3 separate regions of the Sus scrofa genome follow, and all the other regions are linked to region 2. Evidence: chromatin contacts called from public Hi-C and HiChIP or PLAC-seq data. All regions are on one chromosome and are shown on one strand. The core of a region is the stretch at or near the end of the contact, and the rest is flanking DNA. Distances in the headings are between cores, read along the strand shown.

Region 1 (3,010 bases), core at 190-2,689, 260 kb after region 2:
AGGAGGGACACCACCTGCCAGGGTCCTCCCAGGCCTGGGCTTGCCTAAAACCTTCCACCGGGGCGAGGGTCTGCGTGCGCGCAATACGCGATGACAGAAGGGGAACGGGAAAGCGGGCTGGCCCCGGTGGATTCTGGGCACATTCCCAGGGCAGTTCCCTGCGGCCCCACCTTTCCAGGGCTGGGGACCGGGAACCCGGGGGTGCGGGGCTACCACCCCTCTCCGAGCTGCCAGGGGGGGCAGCAGGCCTGTTATGACAACCCACACGCCTTCGCGGCCCCGGCGGGTTCCCCGAAGGACCCCCGACACGCCGCCCCCGTCCTCCCGCCAGCAGAAGCGGTGGGACCACCCTCCCCGCGCCTGCCCTGCCCAAGAAAAAGAGCCCCCGATGCTGCGCCCTCACGGGGCGTGACAGCGGTGAGCAGCCGCGGGGACCCGGCGGACGCCGGCCGCTCCACTTGCCCGCGATGTAGTCAATCCTGCCCCCGTGGGCCTTTTTCAGGTGATTCGCCAACAGACTGATGGAGGCGCGGAAGGAGTCGGGGTCCTTCAGGAGAGGCGAGATATCCCTGGCACGCAAGGACGGGCTTGGTGACTCTCAAGCCCACGCGGAACCCCCCGCGCCCCGACAGCCCGGGCCGCGCAGCCCCACGTGGCCCGGCTGCCCGTACCTGAACAGCACGCCGGGGACGGGGAAGTCGGGGAAGCTGCGGATACGCCGCGCCACTAGCTGCAGCTCAGGATCCGCCATCGCCGCGTTCGCGCGTGTCCTGAGCACGAGCGGCGGGCCCGGCGGCTCCGCGCCTGCGCAGGAGGGGTGGGCGGAGCGCCAGGGGCGCGGCGGGGCGCGAGCTCCGCGATCCCGCGCCTGTGCGGAAGGAGCGGGGCTGGGCGCCACGGGGAGGGGCTGCGCCCGAGGGGCGGAGCCCGCCGGCCCCTGGAGGAAGTACCGTATTTCATCGAATCTCAGGTGCCAGCCTTTTTGAGACTCGAGCTAGTTTCCTCAGAGGCGTCTCCGCCCCAGGGACGTCTGCGCGGGCCCGGCCGGGCTCTCGGGGAAAGCCTCATCAGGTTTTGTCCGAGTCGAGGGCGCTTGCTCGCAGGTCTTTGGTGTGGTTACGGCCGGCACCCCAGGTTTCGGGCGGGCACCGGCTTTCCCTTCCCTCCCGGGTCTCGGCTCAGCGCCTGCAGCGTTCTGCGAGGGGGGCGCGCGCACGGGGCGGATTGGCGGGGAGGCGGGGCGCATTCCGGGCGCGTGTGCACACAGGGCACGGCCCGGGCCTTCCCCCAGGAGCGCGCCGAGTGCCTGGGGAACCGAGGAGGGGTTCAGAGCAGGAGAGCGGTGCGGAAGCCTGAGGGGAGGGCCCGAGGCGGTGAGCAGTTCGAAGGACCAATGGCCTGGGCAGGGGCGAGGGAGAAGTGGAAGCCCTTCCCAGACCTGCTGGACTCTTGGGAGAGCGGGGGAGCGGGGGAGTGGGGGGGATGCTTGGCCCGGCCCACTCCAGCCCCCACCATACCAGAGGCAACAACTGCCCCCAAAGCGCATCTCACTAAAAAGAAAACAAACCAGAGCTAAAATGCCTGTTCCTGTATTCTAGAACTGCTTTTTCAAAATTTCCCAAGTCTTAAAAACAGCAGAGTTGGCCTGACAACCTGCAGAATGGAAATATGGTCCCCAGGCTTTCAGGGTGGGGTGGCTGGAGTCTGCACAGACCTGCCCAGGCTCATCGTCAAGCTTTGCCACCCTGGGCTCAAGGGGAGGAGGGCAAGCAGGGCAGCTGTGAGGCACTGACAGGCCCAGAGTGTGCTGGCGTCAGGGGTGAGGTGGTGGCATCAGCTGTCCCCACCGGCCTCGGGAAGCCTTGGCTGCCGAGGATCCAGGTCAGGGAGGATCTTGGTCTGCTCCCCCGTCCATGTTCACAAACCCCCATCATGGGGGGTGGGGCCAGGGCACCCCCCCTGCATAATGGCAAGGGGTGACACAGGACTGGCACAGCTACCCTCCTTGACACCACGGACTGCTGGGGCAGCCAGAGCAAGTCACACGCTCTGGGCCCTGGATCGGTCCGGCCAGGAAGGCAGGTGGAGCAGAGGGGGAGCCTGTGAGACAGGCAGCATCTGGTTCAGGGGCTGATGGCGGCCAGAGGTGGCAGAATCAGGCAGCCTGAATCCGGCAGGCTGAGAGGGAGTGACTCTAGGGCCCGGGCTCGCGCAGGCATGGCCTTGCAGGTCCCGCTGCTGGCTGCAGGTGGCGCAGGCTGGCACTGGGCAGGGCAGAGGGCAGCCCTGGAGCCCAGAGGCCAGAGCCTCTGGCAGCTGCAGGTCTGGGGAGATCCCGGACGTGGCTTCAGCCCAGCAGGTGCTAGTGGGGCCAGGAGCATTTTTCCGGGACAGATTCCGGGGGCGTGAGGCACTTCCCCAGCTTTTCACAGCCCGGGGGCGCCCAGTTCTGGGGAATGAAAATTCAGAAAGAGAACATGCAGTTAATTTAAGCCCTTCTGGACTCAGCAGTTCCCATTCCTGCCCCACCTCCACAGCTGTGGGGTGCAAGCCAGCGGGCACCGCCTGGAAGCAACCCAGCGCCTGAGGCCGGCGCAGCAGCCAGCAGCCCGCTGTTAACGGCCGTCTGCTGCTGAACAGGAGGGGTGAGCAAGCTGCGCACAGCCTCGGCCTCCACGGCCGCTGTAGCAGAGAAGGAGCCAGGCTGCTGAGGCGCTGGCCCAGACTTCCCAAGGAAAACTCTGCAGGCTGGGCCCGGATGCCCAGGGAGAGACTGCTTGTTGTGTGAGGGCTCCCCAGCACCTTCCCGGGCACACCTGCTTTGTGTGGCGATGTTTTCCCCGCAACGAAAGGGAACTCTCATGCCCCCGGGGAGGAAGCCCTCGTGGTGTCGCCTCGTCCCCCCTACCCAGGTGTCCCCGTCCACAGTCATCCATAGAACGGTCCCCGGCCAGGCCCTCAGAGGCTCCTGTGTTACAGAATCGGAGCTTCGGAGCCGGCGAGAGCCATG
Region 2 (3,164 bases), core at 305-2,804:
GGTCAGGCATCCAGGCATCCTCTTTGCAAATGTCTCCTCATTAGCCCCCAAGCCGTGCTAATGTCCTGTTTCTTGTGAATATGGGACGGGGACCAACCCCAAATTAAAGCCAAAAGGATAAAAGAATACAGTAGATCTCCAGGGACAGCTCTGATGCTGTGTGACCTTGAGCCTCCCTGGAAAGCGGTGGGCCCCTGGGACCCCATGAGCATATCCCCAGGACAGCAGAGTCGGTTTCCGTGCCTCCCAGCTAGAACAGGCAGTACTGACCTGGGGACCTCGCTCCCTTCCGACGGGGACTGGGCGTGGGGGTTGCCCAGCCTGCAGAGGGGCCTCCTTCCTGGGCCTCCAGCAGGGGCGCCCTGGAGAAGCAAGGCCTGGAGTCTGCGGCGGGGGAGCAGGTACAGGCCTCTGGCTTCTGCACCCTCCCCGATTTCCAGCCAGATCTGAGCCCAAGAGAAGAAGACCCCAAAACCCCCACTCTCCTGGAGCTAGAGCCGGGGATGTTGGGCGGAAGCCCCATCCTGCCACAGCCCGCTCCACACCCCAGATCTGGTCCAAGACAACATGGGCCGTCAAAGTCTCCAAAGGCTTCCAGACCCGGGGTTCACTGTCCCCCATCCGGTGGCGGAGGGGGCAAGTCGCAGTGACTGGGAGTGCGGGGCGGACTCCTTCGCTGGGGGCGGAGTTACAGAGCAGAGGGGCGGGGTCACGGCCCGTGGAGGTCGGAGCCGTGGCGTTGGGGCGTGGTCTGGGCGGGGCCTAGGGGCCGAATAAGGTCAGGTCAGACTTAGGGGTGGAGCTGGCGTCGGGGGACGGGTCCAGGGAGGCCTGGAGCCCGGTCGGACACGGTGCTACGGAGCGGCGGGACTCACTGGATCTCAGCTGCGCCTGGGGACAAAGCGGCAGGGCCGAACGAGGCGTTAAGGAGGCCACAGGTCCACCCAGGGCAGGGGGCCGAGTGTCGGGGCGGGGCCAGCTCCCTGCGGGCGGGGCGAGCAGGCGGGGCAGGGCCGTGGCGGCGGGGAAGCTAGGCCAGTCCAAGGGCCCGCCAGGGCCTCGGGGCGGGGCCAGCCGGGGCGGGGCGGGGCCACGGACGAGGGGACGAGAGGTCCGCCCGGGGGCGGGGCGCTGCGCCGGGGGCGGGGCAAGCGGATGGGGGCGGGCCCGGAGGCGCGGCGCCCGTGACGCGCACGCCCCGCCCGCACGCCCTGAGCGTCCAGGCCGAGGCCGCCGGGTTCGCCGCGCGCTGCCCGCAGGTTCCATTGAGGAGAGCAGCGCAGCGGCGGCGGCGGCGTCTGCGCGGGAGCCAGGGAGCCGGCAGGAGCCCGCCGCCCCTGGCGGTCCGCGCGGCCGTAACGCAGGCCCGATCCTCCGGCCTCCGCAGCGGCGCCGGGCCGAACGCGGCGGGCTGGGGGCGCGGGCCAGGGCGGCCGCGGAGCCCGGGGGCCGGGGGCATGAGCCGCCCCGCGGCCCCGCCGCGCCCCCGCCGCCCGCCGCCGCCCGCCAGGGGCTAGAGGCGGCCGCCGGGAGGGCGCGCGGCGCCGGAGACATGTCCAGGAGGAAACAGAGCAACCCCCGGCAGATCAAGCGTGAGTCAAACTTTGCCCGCCCGCCCCGACCCCCGCCGGCCCCCGCCGGCCCGCCCCCGGTCCGCCCAGCTCTTCTTGCGGCGCCCGCGACCTTCACCCTGCGCCGCGCCCCCCGCGCTGTGTGCCAAGCGCGCCGTAATCTAATCTCCGCCGGCGGGCCGGGCCCCCGCGTCTCGGCTCCCGCACTGGAGGTCCGGCCTGGAGAGGGGGTCCGCCCAGAGGGCCGGAACGGGGTGGCTGGGGGCGCGGCCACCTCGCGGCTGCCCCTCCCCCCGCCTCCCCGAGATGGTGCGGCGATAAGGCGGCCCCGATCCGGGCTCAGATAAAGTTTAAAATATTCCATTCTGCAAGTCCCATCCTGATAAGATCGCTCTGTCGGGACGGGCTGAAATTGTGATCTTATCTCGGCCGGTTGACTCTCCCAGGCTTTGTATCTAGAGGGAGAAAGAGAGAGACCTGGGAGGGAGACAGGGCACTCGGGACTGTGTGGAAGCGCAAGGCTGAGTGGTGGGACCCGCTGGCGCCCAGCGCCACTCCTGCCGGCCCAGAACCTGGTGCCTTGGAGGCTGGGGAAGGTAGCTATCGCAGCCTGTGCGCTGGGCTCCAGCCGCTTCGACGCTGGAGCCTTCCCTGCCTGGGGACAGCTTCTTGGAGGTCCCGCCCTCCCTGTGTCCCGGCAAGGACTGCACAGGCACTGTGTGCTCCGCAGCTTGTGGTCACACACTCCTAGCTGAGCGACTGCTCCAAGTCAGGGAGGGTCTCCTGGGACTGCATCTTGGGCCAGGGTCGCCTCTCCGTGTCCAAGTTTCTCACCTATCCAGCTTGTAGGCCACTCCCGGGGGTGGGGGCAGGCGGCCGCTGTGTCCACATTGCTGATGCCCTCGAGATAAGAGGGCCCCGCACTCTTGGGGCCGCCTGGCTGCTCGAGCAGCCCGAGCCAGGGCAGCGCACAGGAAACAGGGCTCCCCACCCCACGCCAGGAGTAACTTCGCATCTCTGCAGCCAAAGCCAGGGCGGGGGACTTGCTTTGGTGGGGAGGGGGCGGGGGGGCACATGTCCCAGACTAGAGGGGCAGGTCCTGGGGACTGCTGGGAAGGCAAAGAGGGAGGCCAGACCACCGGCCAGCCCCACACTCCCCGGCACTGCCTTTCGTGTCCACATGACCACTGCCGCCAGGACCCCATGCGCAGTGCTCCTGGGGGAGTGTCTACTCCCAGGTCCCAGAGAGGGGGAGGCAGGCATCAATCCGGTTCCCGTAACCCGACTCCTCGATGTGCAAGTGGGACCTGTTTTCCGAAAGTCGCCTTCTATCAAGTCAACTCAAGTATTAAAACCACCCACAGGTCCCGATCTGCGCTGGTTCTCTGGTTTCTTTTTCCCCTCCTCCCCTGTGTGCGTCTGTTGGGTCTGTTCTCCTGTGTGCGTGTGTGTATGTGTTTCAGCGTGATGAGAAATGCAGATAGCGCGGGCAGAGAGATCGCAGGTTGGGAACCGATCGCCAGCACCGATAAGGCCCAGAGCAGGGCGAGCGCCCGGGCTCAGCCCGGTCCACCGAGCCGCGCGCGTTTGGGA
Region 3 (3,049 bases), core at 376-2,875, 320 kb before region 2:
GGCTGGGCACTTTGATGGGCTCTACCACCGCCCCAAAACCTGGGGGCCCGGGGGGGGGGAGCCCAGGAGGGGCTGGTGCGGATCCGGGTGTGCGAGGATGAGGCCAGCGTGAGAAGAGAGGAGGCCGTGCCGGCAGGGCGGGTGGCGGAGGCCAGCAGGGCCTGCAGCTCCGGGCGGGACGCCTGAGTGGTCATAGGTGCGGGTCGGTGTGCAGAGGGACACCTTTGGTTTGGGCACGTTCCCTCGAGACTAGACAGCCCCCGGGAGGCAGCCCCAGGCCGTTCGTCGAGTGGCTCTGGAGCTCCCGGAAGAGGTGGCGCCTGACAGGTAGAGGGTGTTTCAGGGCAAGTGAAAGAGGTCTGGCGCCCGGCTGCGCTCTGTGTCGGGCTGAGGGCTAGGACCTCTGGGGAGTTGGGCTGGGGGTGGGAGGCCAGAGTGAGCCCTGGGCCGGTGCTGCAGCGGGCAGGGCTCCGGCATGAGATACCTGCACGGGGCAGTTTGGTGGGTAGGTGGCTTAAGGGCACATTGGCTGGTTCTAGAGGGACTGTGAGGACAGGAAGCGGGCAGCATTGTAGGCACGTCTCAGGCAGAGGGCGCAGGTGGAGGGGTGGGTGGTGGTGGCCGCCAGGGGGCCACTGGCGAGGCCCGGGGCTGGCATGGGGGGCTGAGAGGAGGGCTGGGGGAGAGCAAGGCCAGCAGCCACGGGAGGGGAGGCTGAGCTCCCGGGAACCAATGGAGCAGAGGACGCATGGTGCCCCCAGCCAGGGGCAGAAGGAACTGGAATTTAGAGCGGAGAAGAGAGTCTGACCCATGGTCCAGGAGCACGAGCCATCCCAGGGCAGGGCCTGGCACACCTGCACCTGTGGTCCTGGCTGTGGATGCACCGCCTTGCAGGCGGGGGAGCGGGCGTGGGTGCGAGGCGGGCTGGAGGACGGCTCCCTCATCTCTGTCTGGGTGCATGGTTGGCCTCGTCTCTGTGCTTCGTCTTTGCTTTAGAAACAGTTTCACAGGTGATGAAGAAACAGTACGTGTTTACGGAAGACGCAGCAGTCCAGGAGGATAAAGGACGAGGGTTGCTTTGTGTCATCCGTGCCCTCCCCGTGGGTCTCCTTGGCTCCGTGCGTGGCGGTCCGCGTACGCGCACAGGGACGAGTAGCTGCACGTCCCCGCGGCTTTCCTCTTTCCTCCTTTCTGTGGGTGTTACACTCTGGAGGCCTCTCCGTCCGCGAGAGCGGGCGCCGGCTCTGTCTGGCGGTGCTGTCGTTTGCTGGCGCACCCGCCCAGATCCCCAGGACGGAGCACTTGGGTGGTTGAGTTTGGTCCGTGGGTGCTTCCTCCAGGTGCCGCCTGCCAGGCGCTCCCTTCCCAAGCCTGTGGCCGTTGCCCTGAGAGACGGTGTGGGCGCCCATCGCGGTCCAGCTGCTTTGTGATACGAAGACTGGACCACCTCCAGGACTTCTGAGAAATGGCAAATTTCATTTGCCAAAGTGGCAACCGCAGGCATCGTTCTGTTCCAGTTTTCTTGGGCTCATTGCCCCAGTTTTTTCTGTTCAAACCCTCACAGTTAGCAGAATTTTAAATGACTCTGTCCTGGCAGCAGAAGCACATTGAGTAAACAGCTTGGAGAACGTGGGGTGTCCTCACTTGGAAGAGGGTAGGAGTTGGGATTTCATGGTGCGCTTGGAGGACCTTCTCCAGCCACTCGCGGAGCTCTTAGAACCCAGGGAGAGCTTGGCTTGGGCACCTGAGAACTTTCCACTGCCCACGTGAGGGGCGGGGGTCCAACCTGGGACCCGTGGACCCGGGGCCGTGGTGAGGGGGCCTCAGGGCGGATCTCGGAGGCTGGGCCTGGCTGCGCGCCGCGGATCCCAGAGTACCTCGCCCGAAGCAGGTGGCTGGGGATTTTCCTCGGGTCGGAAGGCCGAGGCGGGCTGTCCACGCAGCACCGTGTGGCGCTCTGGAGCCGCCAGGCCCCGGCTCCCACGCCCTCTTCTGGCGGCCGGCGGCGGCAGGCGGGCGCGGAGCAGGAGGAGGAGGCGGGGGCGTCGCAGCTGCCCTGCAGCCCCCCGGCCGGAGCAGGTCACGTGGCCACGTGCGCACCAGCTGCCGAGAGGCCGGCCGTCCTCTGGCTGCGTGCCGGCGGCCTCGGGCGCTCCCTGTGAGCCTCGGGGAGAGCAGGTCCCGGCTGGGCCGCCAGCGGTCTGTGAAGCTGGGCAGATTGGCTCTCTCTGTGCTTTTTTCCTGGAAAGGCATCTGCAGCTTTTAAAACTTGGATTCTGAAAACAGTGTGTGACCATAAAACATCTGAAGCTCCCCCGTCCAAAGACTGGCCGGTTGGCGTTCTCTGAGGGTCAGCGCCTCGTCAAGGAGTCCAGTGTACCCTTTGATAACCCCCGCTCTGGGAGTTGCCCTGGGGCGCAGCGGGCTAAGGATCCAGTGGTGCGGCAGCTGTGACGTGGGTTCGGTCCCTGGCCTGGGAATTTCCACGTGCTGAGCGTGCAGAAAGAATAAAAACAGCAGGTTTGCTTTGGTTCTTAGTTTGGAAAAAAGAAGGCGTTTATGGCATGAGTGGTCTTGGTCCTCAAGCTGACCACAGTTAATCTGCCCGGAGGTCCCTTTCAGAAGACGCAGGCTTGGCGTGGCCCTTGCAGGCCTGGCGAGTCCTGCTTGCCTCCGAGTCCTGGGGCTCGGCTGAGGCCAAGCAGGCGCCTGGACTGAGAGAGTTGCGCTGCATGCCGGGGAGGTTGGAATCGAGAATTCCCCCATGGTTTATGCCTAAATATTTATTGCCTGACTGTTTTTAAAAGGAGTTTTTATTTTTTGAAGAGGTGATGATGCACAGGATAAAAAAAATGCACACAGGAGTTCCCATCGTAGCGCAGTAGAAACCAACCCGACTAGGAACCACGAGGTTGCGGGTTCGATCCCCGGTCTCGCTAAGGGGGCTAAGGACCTGGCGTTGCCATGAGCTGTGATGTAGGTCACAGATGTGGCTCGGATCCTGTGTTGCTGTGGTTGTGGTGTAGGCCGGTGGCTACAGCACTGATGA

The links. A called contact is a pair of places that touch in the nucleus more often than the background predicts. HiChIP or PLAC-seq counts read pairs in DNA pulled down with a chosen protein or histone mark.
Region 1: a contact with region 2 is called in a Hi-C map of liver, with 4 times the contacts expected there. The contact joins the promoter of APRT here to the promoter of LOC110261212 in region 2. A contact is called at or near these places in 1 of 5 promoter capture datasets (liver) and 1 of 47 Hi-C or Micro-C datasets (liver).
Region 3: an H3K27ac HiChIP or PLAC-seq map of skeletal muscle shows a contact between it and region 2, with 5 times the contacts expected there. The contact joins the enhancer-like site here to the promoter of LOC110261212 in region 2. A contact is called at or near these places in 2 of 5 promoter capture datasets (fetal skeletal muscle and liver), 11 of 47 Hi-C or Micro-C datasets (embryonic fibroblasts, epiblast stem cells, fetal heart ventricle and 5 more) and 1 of 2 datasets of contacts at active chromatin or transcription factors (skeletal muscle).

The regions. Positions count from the first base shown.
Region 1 is chr6:888,701-891,710 of Sscrofa11.1, reverse strand. It overlaps APRT (adenine phosphoribosyltransferase), which reads right to left and starts at 1,439. Exons shown (of 4, transcript XR_002344435.1): 1 at 672-1,439; 2 at 1-569. GALNS (galactosamine (N-acetyl)-6-sulfate sulfatase) reads right to left here. Exons shown (of 14, transcript NM_213955.1): 14 at 1,574-2,449. The coding sequence ends at 2,363.
Region 2 is chr6:1,151,759-1,154,922 of Sscrofa11.1, reverse strand. It overlaps LOC110261212 (basic proline-rich protein-like), which reads right to left and starts at 1,554. Exons shown (of 1, transcript XM_021096490.1): 1 at 763-1,554. The coding sequence starts at 1,554. The coding sequence ends at 763. ZFPM1 (zinc finger protein ZFPM1) reads left to right here and starts at 951. Exons shown (of 11, transcript XM_021093668.1): 1 at 951-1,592. The coding sequence starts at 1,553.
Region 3 is chr6:1,476,092-1,479,140 of Sscrofa11.1, reverse strand. The region is part of intron 1 of BANP (BTG3 associated nuclear protein); the gene reads left to right. Among named protein-coding and RNA genes, the nearest start is that of BANP, 18 kb to the left of the region's middle. Within about 2 kb of position 1,625, at least 19 of the 83 cell types and tissues checked have an H3K27ac peak or open chromatin away from gene starts, as enhancers often do. A contact at or near this core is called in fetal skeletal muscle, skeletal muscle and subcutaneous adipose tissue, where this site is marked.